Regions from separate parts of the Zea mays genome. Here region 1 is linked to region 2. A link is a contact called in public Hi-C data. All regions are on one chromosome and are shown on one strand. Each heading gives the region's core, a stretch centred on a gene start, on an enhancer-like site or on the middle of the called end of the contact. The rest is flanking DNA. Distances are from core to core; before and after follow the strand shown.

Region 1 (4,265 bases), core at 1,050-3,549, 55 kb after region 2:
CGGGCCGGGCTTGGGCCGGCATGGCCCAATGAAGGCACGACGTGGTTTAGGGCCGAGCTGGGCCACTGTTTTTACACTTCGGGCTGGCACGGTACGGCAAAAAAAATTATGGGCTTTTCTGACCCGAACCGTTTGGCACGAAGCACGATGGGCTTGGGCCGGGCTGGGCCGGTACAGCCAATTCCCAGCACTAGTTACATCAGACTTTTACTGTATACACCTCACTGTTTTGTTGTAGTGCGCAGAGGACTTCCAGATGGGTACTGGAGGAGGAGCATTGGAATGGGGAACGGGATCAGGAAACAGAGGGAGCACAGCAGAAAACCTTCCTGGTCAACCAACATTCGTCCCTTCTGATCACCACATGTTCTACCTCCCTCTTCCCAAAAGCTCTCTTATAAAGATCCATCCCTGCAAGGATGCGATGACGAGTCAACCAACGCAGAAGAAGGAAGGAACAATTTTGAACTTCAAACAAGACTGATCATCAAAACCGCACCTCAACAGAGAGTGATCGTGTAGCCAGCCTATACACATGCACCAGGCGCGTTTGGGCGATCCGGCGGCACCGAACCATAGCCTGCAAATCCATCTGAGGATTCTGGAGTAAAGCGCAAGAGTTCTGCGTGCCAGAAATATCTCATCAGTTTCTTTATCTTTTTTCTTCATTTCCTTTCCCAGAAAATAAACCAAACCCTTGAAAGAAGATTATACTTGTAAGTTGTAAGCACAGCAAAGGCAAGACAAATAAAATCTAGTGCAAGGATTTTTTTAACAGAAATAGGCCACAAGTAATGGTGCCCAAATATATAAAACAGTATAGAAACCAAACAGAATATAGCTGAGCATATAATACAATATAAATTGCTGCTAAGGTTTGACAGATATGACATATCCTGATATGAATCTACAATATAAATCAGTAATACACATATTATTTACTACTCCACATATATACTTGCATGCCGGCTAGAGCATGCACATATAGCATGCAGCCAGAAAACTTCACGTCGTCTAAGTACGAAAGGAAGGACATACCGCCTATAACCAGCCAACAGTACTCCAACTCCACGATAGTACGATACATTTAGGGGTGTTTGAATGCACCAGAACACTAATAGTTAGTTAGTTAAAAATATATCAGTAGAATTAGCTAGCTAACAATTACCTAAATAGTTAGCTAATTAGTAGTTAATTTACTAAAAATAGCTGCACTCCTTAGCCTCAAAGAGTGTTTATTTCACAAGTACCATAATCATTGTTCAATCAGAGAATTCATGGATGCAAAACATGGTGATAGAAATGATACTGCACTCATAGTAGTTTTAACAAATCACGATGCTTTAAAAGGTGCACGCTATAAAAAAACAATTTAGTTCTAAACAGCGAGCTGCAACGACGCTAGGACGTAGGATCCCCAGAGGCCCAGATTCGCCTTAATTGGAAACCCGTCCGTATAGCAGCGTACGTCTGCCTGCCGACCTGGCCGACGGCGACCGGCGGCCAGGTGTTGGTTTGCTGGGACATGCATCGAGTACTTGCGTTGGCGCGCAAGGAAAGCACCCGCACATCGCCGGAAGCCTCGCTGAAGGCTGAAGCGTCGTCGTCGCCGCGTCGCCGTAGAATCCACTTTTCTAGGCAATTGTATTAACACTATAGCCCAAATCTGAAGCACTCAAAAACCGAAAACTTAAAGCAAACATCCATACACTTTCTGTAGCACTTCAAAGATGTTCACTCAAAAAAAAAAACAAAACTAGATGCAGATATCCAAAGTTGGCTCAAAAACTATGCACCATGAACTGCCACTGCCAGTACTAGCAGCAGAAGCAGATGACATGGCCCCCGTTTATTTCAGCTTTTTGGAGCTTTTGGCCACCAAAAGCTGTCGCGGACTGCCAAACGCTCAGCTTTTCAGTCAGCTTCTATAAAATTCATTTAAGTAAAAACCATTCATAATTAACATAAACACATAATCGGTTGAATCGTTGCAATAGTAGGAATCTGTCACTTTCTAGATCCTGAGTCCTATGGACACCTTTATCTTACTCCACACGTAATCCTAATAATACTCAGATTCTCTACACAGCCAGATTCTCCCCACAGCTAGATTTTCAGAAAAGCTGGTTAGAAAAAAGCTGAACCAAACAGGCGACCCTCCGGAGACGCGTGTCAGGTCGGAGCGGCACCTGGGGGGAGAAAAAAAAAAGAAAAGCCGAAAGGACGAAAGGCCCATGGAGTCCGCCAGCCGGGCCGGCCGACGGGTCCGAATCGGACCTCCGGGGAACGCAGCGCCACACGTACAACACATAGCTGGCCCATCCTGGCCCTGCCTTCCTTTTTGTTGTCCCGCGGGAGCGTACTCTGCGTCTCTGCCACATCGCCGTCGCCGTCGACGGTCGACCACCGGTCGGCAGCACTCGTCGCGCGCCACCACGTCTGGTTCTTCCGTTCACGTGCGGTGAAGGCATGCGGCAGAACGGCGCGTGCAACAAGTGCGGGAATCGGGATGCAGGTTTTTACCTGGGACTGGGAGTAGCGTTCCACAAAACTAAAGCTGCTATTTATTTATTTATTTATTTATTTTATTTATTTGCTCATGTACTGTGCTCTCGATGACGATGCGTCCTGCAAACAAGAAAAGCAAGAGCTGAGCATCAGTGCAACGACCGGCCGCGGATCACATCTTTCGGCGCGAGGCGAGCGAGAGTGCATCCATGCAATGCATGCATGGAGAGGTACGTTCATGTGATCCATGGCATGTTCATCACGTAGCCTTTTTTTCCCCAGCCTTTGTTTATATTTTCGACAGGATCAAAATCAGGCAAAGGGCAAATCCCCAAAGGATCAATTGAATACGCACAGCAGCTCGATCGGGCACAAAAGCTCCAAATAATTCCGTCCCTTTCCGTAAGCAGGGACTAGTTTTAGTTGACGATATGATATATATATAATATATGTATGCACACACGTAATGGAGCGAGAGAGAGAGCAACGACTAGCCTTTTCGAGATGGCGTCTTCCTCCTCCTCCTCCTCCTCCTCCTTCCTGTCTCCTTCTTGGGAAGTCGGAACGACGTCACCCGCAGAAGCAGTAGCAGCATACTCTTCTATTCGTCCACGTGGCGAGCGGCCACTCCTCCGCCCGGTGCCACGGCTCCATCGGGCTGCAGCAGGCACGCGCTATAGCTTTGGAGCAGGGCGTCGCGTCGAGCCAGGTGTCGAGAGGCCGTAGACGAGCGCAAAGACGACAGCCCACTCGCATTGGTCGGGATGGGATCATGCGTGGGTTCGGTGAGGAGAATCGCAGGTGCAGGGCCCCGGCCCCGGCCCCGTCAGCGTCAGAGTGCCACTGGCGAGTGTTGACGCGACGACGAGCCTCGCCGCCTATATATTGCGGAGGCTCCGTCCAGCCTCTGCATCCTTCGGTTGGTGACGAACGCACAGCATCGGCAGGCATCTGCGTGCGCGTGCCAGTGACAGACGACAGATGATCTCCTTCTTCGACGAGGCCGAGGCCATGATGCAGCTTGACTTCGCCGCCGGCCAGCCGCTGCTGCCAGTGCCAGTGCCAGTGCCAGGCATGCACGCCGTCGGCTTCGCCTTAGACGACTTCGACTTCGGAGCGACGACGGCCGGCGATGCTGCCGGTTTCCATTTCGGCGCCGGCACGGCGACGTGCGGCGGCGCTGCGGGCGGTTCCGGTTTCGGTACCTGCACGACGGCAGGCGGCGCCGAGGACGAGGAGGAGCGGCTGCGCCGGCTGAAGCGCAAGATATCGAACCGGGAGTCGGCGCGGCGGTCGCGGGCGCGGCGGCGGCAGCGGGCGGAGGAGCTGGGGCGCGCCGCGGAGGCGCTCCGCGCCCAGCGCCGCGCGCTGGCGGCGAGGTCGGACGCCGCGGCGGCCCGCGCGCTCGCCGCAAGGCTCGACACCGCGCGGCTCCAGGCGGAGGCGCGCGCGCTCCGGCGCCGGCTGGGCGTCGCGCAGAGGCAGGCCGTGCTGCTGCTCGCGCTGGCACGCGCGCGCCTCGCGCGGGCGCAGGTAGGAACAGGGGCGCCGGTCGTGGCTGTGCCGCCGCCGCCGCAGCCGCAGCACGGCGCTGGCGTCGTCGCGGCGGGGGCGATTACGTGGTGACGGCGGGAAGATAAATCACGAGGGAGATGGACACGTGTCGTTGCAGTTGAGCACGAGTTTTGCTTTGCCTTGTGTCCTGTACTGCCGCGCATGCGGCCCCTGCTGAAATAATCACAGTGCCGTTTTTTACA
Region 2 (4,815 bases), core at 922-3,421:
TCTGGTGATTCAAGGATGGACCCTAAATCAGCAGCACGACAAGAACATGGTGGAATTGCACTTTAAGCAGAACAACGGAAGTCTATGTTCTCTGTTCTGCAGAGAAACTAATTTAACTGGCATTCACTGAGTCACCAATCTACTTAGCAAAAACAGCCCAAAATACAGTGATCTCACCACCGACAAACCCCCTGAGGTTACTCCTGCACTAAGCCCACTGAATCCACTGCCACAGAGTGAACTCACAGTATGCATCGGAAGGTAAATTGCATCGCTCCAATGCACCCACAACTCCAGGGAACGCAACAAGATCAAAAGCCCCAGCGATCCCGCCGCGGGCGGAAACCGGCCCCCATACAGGACCGAGGGCTGGGGCCGACGAGCGGGGCGCCGGGCGGATCGAGACCGAGGGTATCGCCACAAACTTGGAGCGGAAGTAAACGGAGACGGGGCAGCAGTGGCGAGAATCTAGCGGTGAGGGGAGAGGGGGGGCGGCAGCTTACGTCGTCGGTGTGGCCGTGCAGCTGAAGTCCGAGGCGGTACTCGGCCATGTCGCCGCTGTACGGGGCGCGGCGGAGCGGGCGAGGGCGACGGAAGTGGTGGGGGACCCGATTGGTGGTGTTGGTGCAGGGGGGAGTGGGAGACGAGTAGACGGCGAGGTGTTGGGAGTAGGGAGTTGGGAGGACTTGGGCACGTGCGGAGCGGCTGTTTCGTTCACTTTTGTGGGCCGGGTCCTGTTCCTCCGTTTACACAATCTGGGCCGTGGAAAGCGAGCACGAACGGCCTGGCTGGCACCACGTCTCCATGATACCGTTGGCAGAAAGATGTTGGGTGAATGGGCCAAATGCCAAGGCCTAGATAGAGGCGATCGGATATGGCCCGAAGAGAGTTGGGCTCTTATAATAAGCGGGGGCTTGATGATAGCTTTGGAGCACCAAAGTCAGCCATGAACGGCGAAAATGAGCAGTTCGGCTCCGGCACGTGTCACTCCTTTTGTTTCCGTTTTAGCGCATATCATGCTGCAAGCCTGCGACTGCAACTCGTAGTATAGTATCCACTATCCACCGGCGGCGACGTACGGTTAGCAAGCGATAATCCGATCGGCGACCGGAGTTCAGAGCAGAGCAGAGCAGAGCAGTGCGGAGCAGTTGCTGGCGGAAAAGCATGGCACGGCGATGGATTGGCCGGAGATGCTTATTGACGGAGAGCAGTCAGTATCCCAAACGTAATAGTCTCAGTCATTGTGATACGTGGAACATACGTACTAGTGCAAGTCTGTGAACTTTAGAAATGTTATATATCTAAAATTGTAATCTTTTAATAGTACATATCTAAATTTCTCTTTATTCATCTCCTCTCCTCTGCTATTATTGATCAGTCTGGCACTGGCACTGGCAGACACCAAATTTACAGACACACATGCATAAATGATCTCATCAGTCATCACGTACGTGATCACGACCGATCACAACTCGCAACAAACCAACAGCTAAACCAAACCAAACCACCTCGATACTATTAGTAGTAGCGATAATTCGTATCAGTGGACGAGCAGGAAGAAGCAGTGCACCGCATGCCAGTAGAGGAAGGAGTACACGAGCTTTAGCTATAGCTACGGCCACGCCCTCCTCTAATACATCCCAGATTCACTCAGCAGGTGGCGGCGCAGCGCTCGGTGCAGTCGAAGCTGCAGCCTCCGCCGCCTCCGCCGCCGCCCCCGTTCTTGCCGCCGTAGCTGAAGGTCCGGAAGCAGCGCGGCGGGCAGGTGAGGCGCTTCCCGCGGCAGGGCCCGTCCTGCGGGCACACCGTGGAGGGCGGCACCACAGCGCCGCGCCGGTACCCGAGACCGCCCTCGCCCCAGCCGCCGAAGAACCCGCCGCCGCCTGGCACCCCGCCGCCGCTGAACCGCGGCATCCCGGCGAAGAAGGCGCCCGGGTCGCCGCCGCCGCCGCCCGGGTTGCGGTTCTCGTTGTTGTTGTTGTTGCGGGCGGCCGCGTGTAGAGCGGCGAGCAGGGTGAGGAGCAGCACCGCGGCGGCCGCCCTGCCGGGCTTGGTGGCCATGGGAAAGAGAGGGAAAGGCTGCTGCTTGGGGACGACAAGTTTGGGAGGAATCGAATCCAACCGGGCGGGCGGGGCGCGTTGGATGCGTTGCGTCCTGTGTTGTGAGGAGGGATCGATTACGGCGCGGCGCGGCAGCTACTTATCATGCTGGACAGCCTGCGCGCGGCGCGACGGGAGACGACAGAGGCGGGCGGGGGCAACGCAAGTGGAAGTGGTGGATTCGGAGAAGACTTTGTGGGGAAAGTGGATAACTAACTGGAAGGGGGTGGGGCGGTGCTAGTGCAAATCCTGCTTCCTGCAGCTCAGCAGCTGCTCCGGAGTCGAACGCGTTGGTCATCTCGATCGGCTTCAGTCACCATCACCCCCATCAGAGTGCGGTCTAGGTGTAGCACAAATTAACGGTTGACAGCTGACAGGGCACGTGTCCCGGAACGGAGCCACGGGCTGCTACGCCTTTGTTTGCCCTGCAAATTGCAAGCTTGACTATTAGCTGCAGCTGGGTTAATTAGCCAGGACGACCTATCCAGCTTCACCATGACCGTGCATACTGTATTACTGTACTCCAGTACTCCTCTCAACGTCTCGGAGTTCGCGGCGCTGCACGGCGCTCGTCTTTAATGGCGAACTGTGGGCGGGGGCCATCGTCGTCGGCGAGTGTGCCGCGGGCGCGGGGCGCCCGCGAGTACTATTTGTTGTACGGTGGGCTCCGGCCGGGGCCGCCGACCTTGGCAGTCTGCAGCCTCTCGGGAGTCCAAAACAAGACCCTGCACCGTGCAGTGCCCATGCCGCCCTGCCTCTGCCCGCGTGCCGGCCTGTTTCGCCGGCGCAGCGCACCCACCCCTTCGTCGTCCCCGGCGCCGGCGGGCGCGCACGCTCCCCCCTGGTGCGTGTGCGGTGTGGTTGCCTGGTTGGCATTACCTCACCCGTCAGACAGTGCTTCACCTCTGGGTTTTTTTTATTTTCATGCACGGCGGGAGGTTTCAAGGCGATTGACTTGTAGCATTATAACGATAATGCTAAATTAAATTCATATAAATCAATATATCGCAACATGTAAATATGAAGATAAATTGTTAGGCACAAGTACATGTTCTAACTCGTCTGTGTGAAGTATATGAAATAAGTGACAAACGCAAGACATGAAGTATGTAGAATAATGCATGAAAAACGTACGAAAAGTGCATACGAAAAATATGGCAACTCACCTCATTGCCTCTCACTCACCTTATCAATCTCATTCTATGTCTTGCATACTTTTAGACTATCTTCACTCATTCACTATTTCAAAAGTTACCTTACAAACAGTGCAATCTACGGTAAAAAATAGTACTTTGCACGGCCGTTTATTGGCCTGCTAGCGATGACCTTACCCTCTCCCCGAGTCCCCCCATTAATGGCATAAAAGCGTAAAAAAAACTAAGGGCCTATAGGTATGAATAAAACATACGTGCCAACAGCTAAAATACGAGTAAATTCGATCTGCTTCACATATCATGTATCATTTGAATCTGCGTTATCCATTCACCACAGGAAAACTAGGAAAATAGGTCAGCCTGGTTAAAAACGTCTCGGTCTAAAGCTGAGTAGAAGGCATACAGATACAGACTAGGCCAACTTACCGAGTCGCAACAGTGGTGCACCTCCAAGTATTACTCGCCAATTGAACCTTTAGATAGGTATAAATGTAATCTTATATAAAGATATACCTCAGCTCGATCATATGCACAGATGAACAATGCCACCGTTTCAAGGGTATTATGTATTAATATGTCGAAGCTCTTGTATTAAGCATATGTATTTAACACCCAAACATTTATGTATTCCTCGTCAATGATGTATATATGAGTAGAAACAATGACATTCGGAGTTATAATTAATAGAATCACATTGCATTGCTGAATACCAATATTATTTCACACTCTTGCAAAAAAATAGCCAAAACCTTATTCCATTTGCCTATCTTCTTCTCTCACGAATGGTTTTTGAACTAATGGTGTTACCATGTTGTTGTTCTTTTTCCAGAAATTCGATATATACCTAATATATATTGTCTTGTTATGATGTTGTTGTTGTTTTGAGAATTTCGACACGTACCTAACATATATATACCCTTGCTGTTTTTCAGATCTTGCATGGATGGTCATGCATAGAGTGACCAAGGATTCTTAAACTATGGTGTTACCGTGTTGCTGTTCTTTCCAGAATTTCGACAGGTACCTAACAAATATATACTCTTGCTGCTTTTCAGATTTCGCATGGATGATGATTATGCATACTTGCATCATCTACCCATATAGTTATATAATTTCTGCTTGATTTTTCCATACATATTTTGATAGTGTGTTTTTTTTCCCTGGAAGTGGGTGTGTGGGAGCAGGCGCGGCCAACGTTCCACCGGAAAGCCGTCGTTTGCCGGTCCAAAATCCTGCCGAGACGGGTCTCCCATGGGCCTCCGCGATCCAAGTTCTGATCGGCCCGTTCTCCACGCCGGGAACCAAAAAAGCAATTCTGTCCTGCTCCGCACGCCACGCGGCCCATGTCGGCCACGCATCGCCGCCGCTACCTTCTCCGGGCACCAGGCGGGCGCCGCCGCGGGGTTGCAACTTGCAAGCTTGTTCTGGATTTGACAGGCAGGCAGGCGCGACATTTGAGGCGGTTCAGTCGTTCCTGGAGTTTGTTGCTGTGGAAACCGCACGCTGGTGCAAGAGCTGAAGGTGATGCCAGAATTGGGGCCGCTGGATTGCGTGCTTTTGA

Evidence for each region. Hi-C and Micro-C count contacts between places; a contact is called where the count stands out from the background.
Region 1: a Hi-C map of bundle sheath shows a contact between it and region 2, with 5 times the contacts expected there. The contact joins the enhancer-like site here to the promoter of LOC100275455 in region 2. A contact is called at or near these places in 13 of 25 Hi-C or Micro-C datasets (bundle sheath, ear, leaf and 4 more) and 1 of 3 datasets of contacts at active chromatin or transcription factors (leaf).

The regions. Positions count from the first base shown.
Region 1 is chr7:3,144,887-3,149,151 of Zm-B73-REFERENCE-NAM-5.0, forward strand. No RefSeq gene overlaps it. Among protein-coding and RNA genes, the nearest start is that of LOC111589855, 3.6 kb to the right of the region's middle. Within about 2 kb of position 2,300, at least 17 of the 20 cell types and tissues checked have an H3K27ac peak or open chromatin away from gene starts, as enhancers often do. A contact at or near this core is called in bundle sheath, ear, leaf and 2 more, where this site is marked.
Region 2 is chr7:3,090,439-3,095,253 of Zm-B73-REFERENCE-NAM-5.0, forward strand. It overlaps LOC100275455, which reads right to left and starts at 2,172. Exons shown (of 1, transcript NM_001149522.2): 1 at 1,331-2,172. The coding sequence starts at 2,061. The coding sequence ends at 1,651. It overlaps LOC100382771 (transducin family protein / WD-40 repeat family protein), which reads right to left and starts at 625. Exons shown (of 22, transcript NM_001175480.1): 1 at 504-625. The coding sequence starts at 551.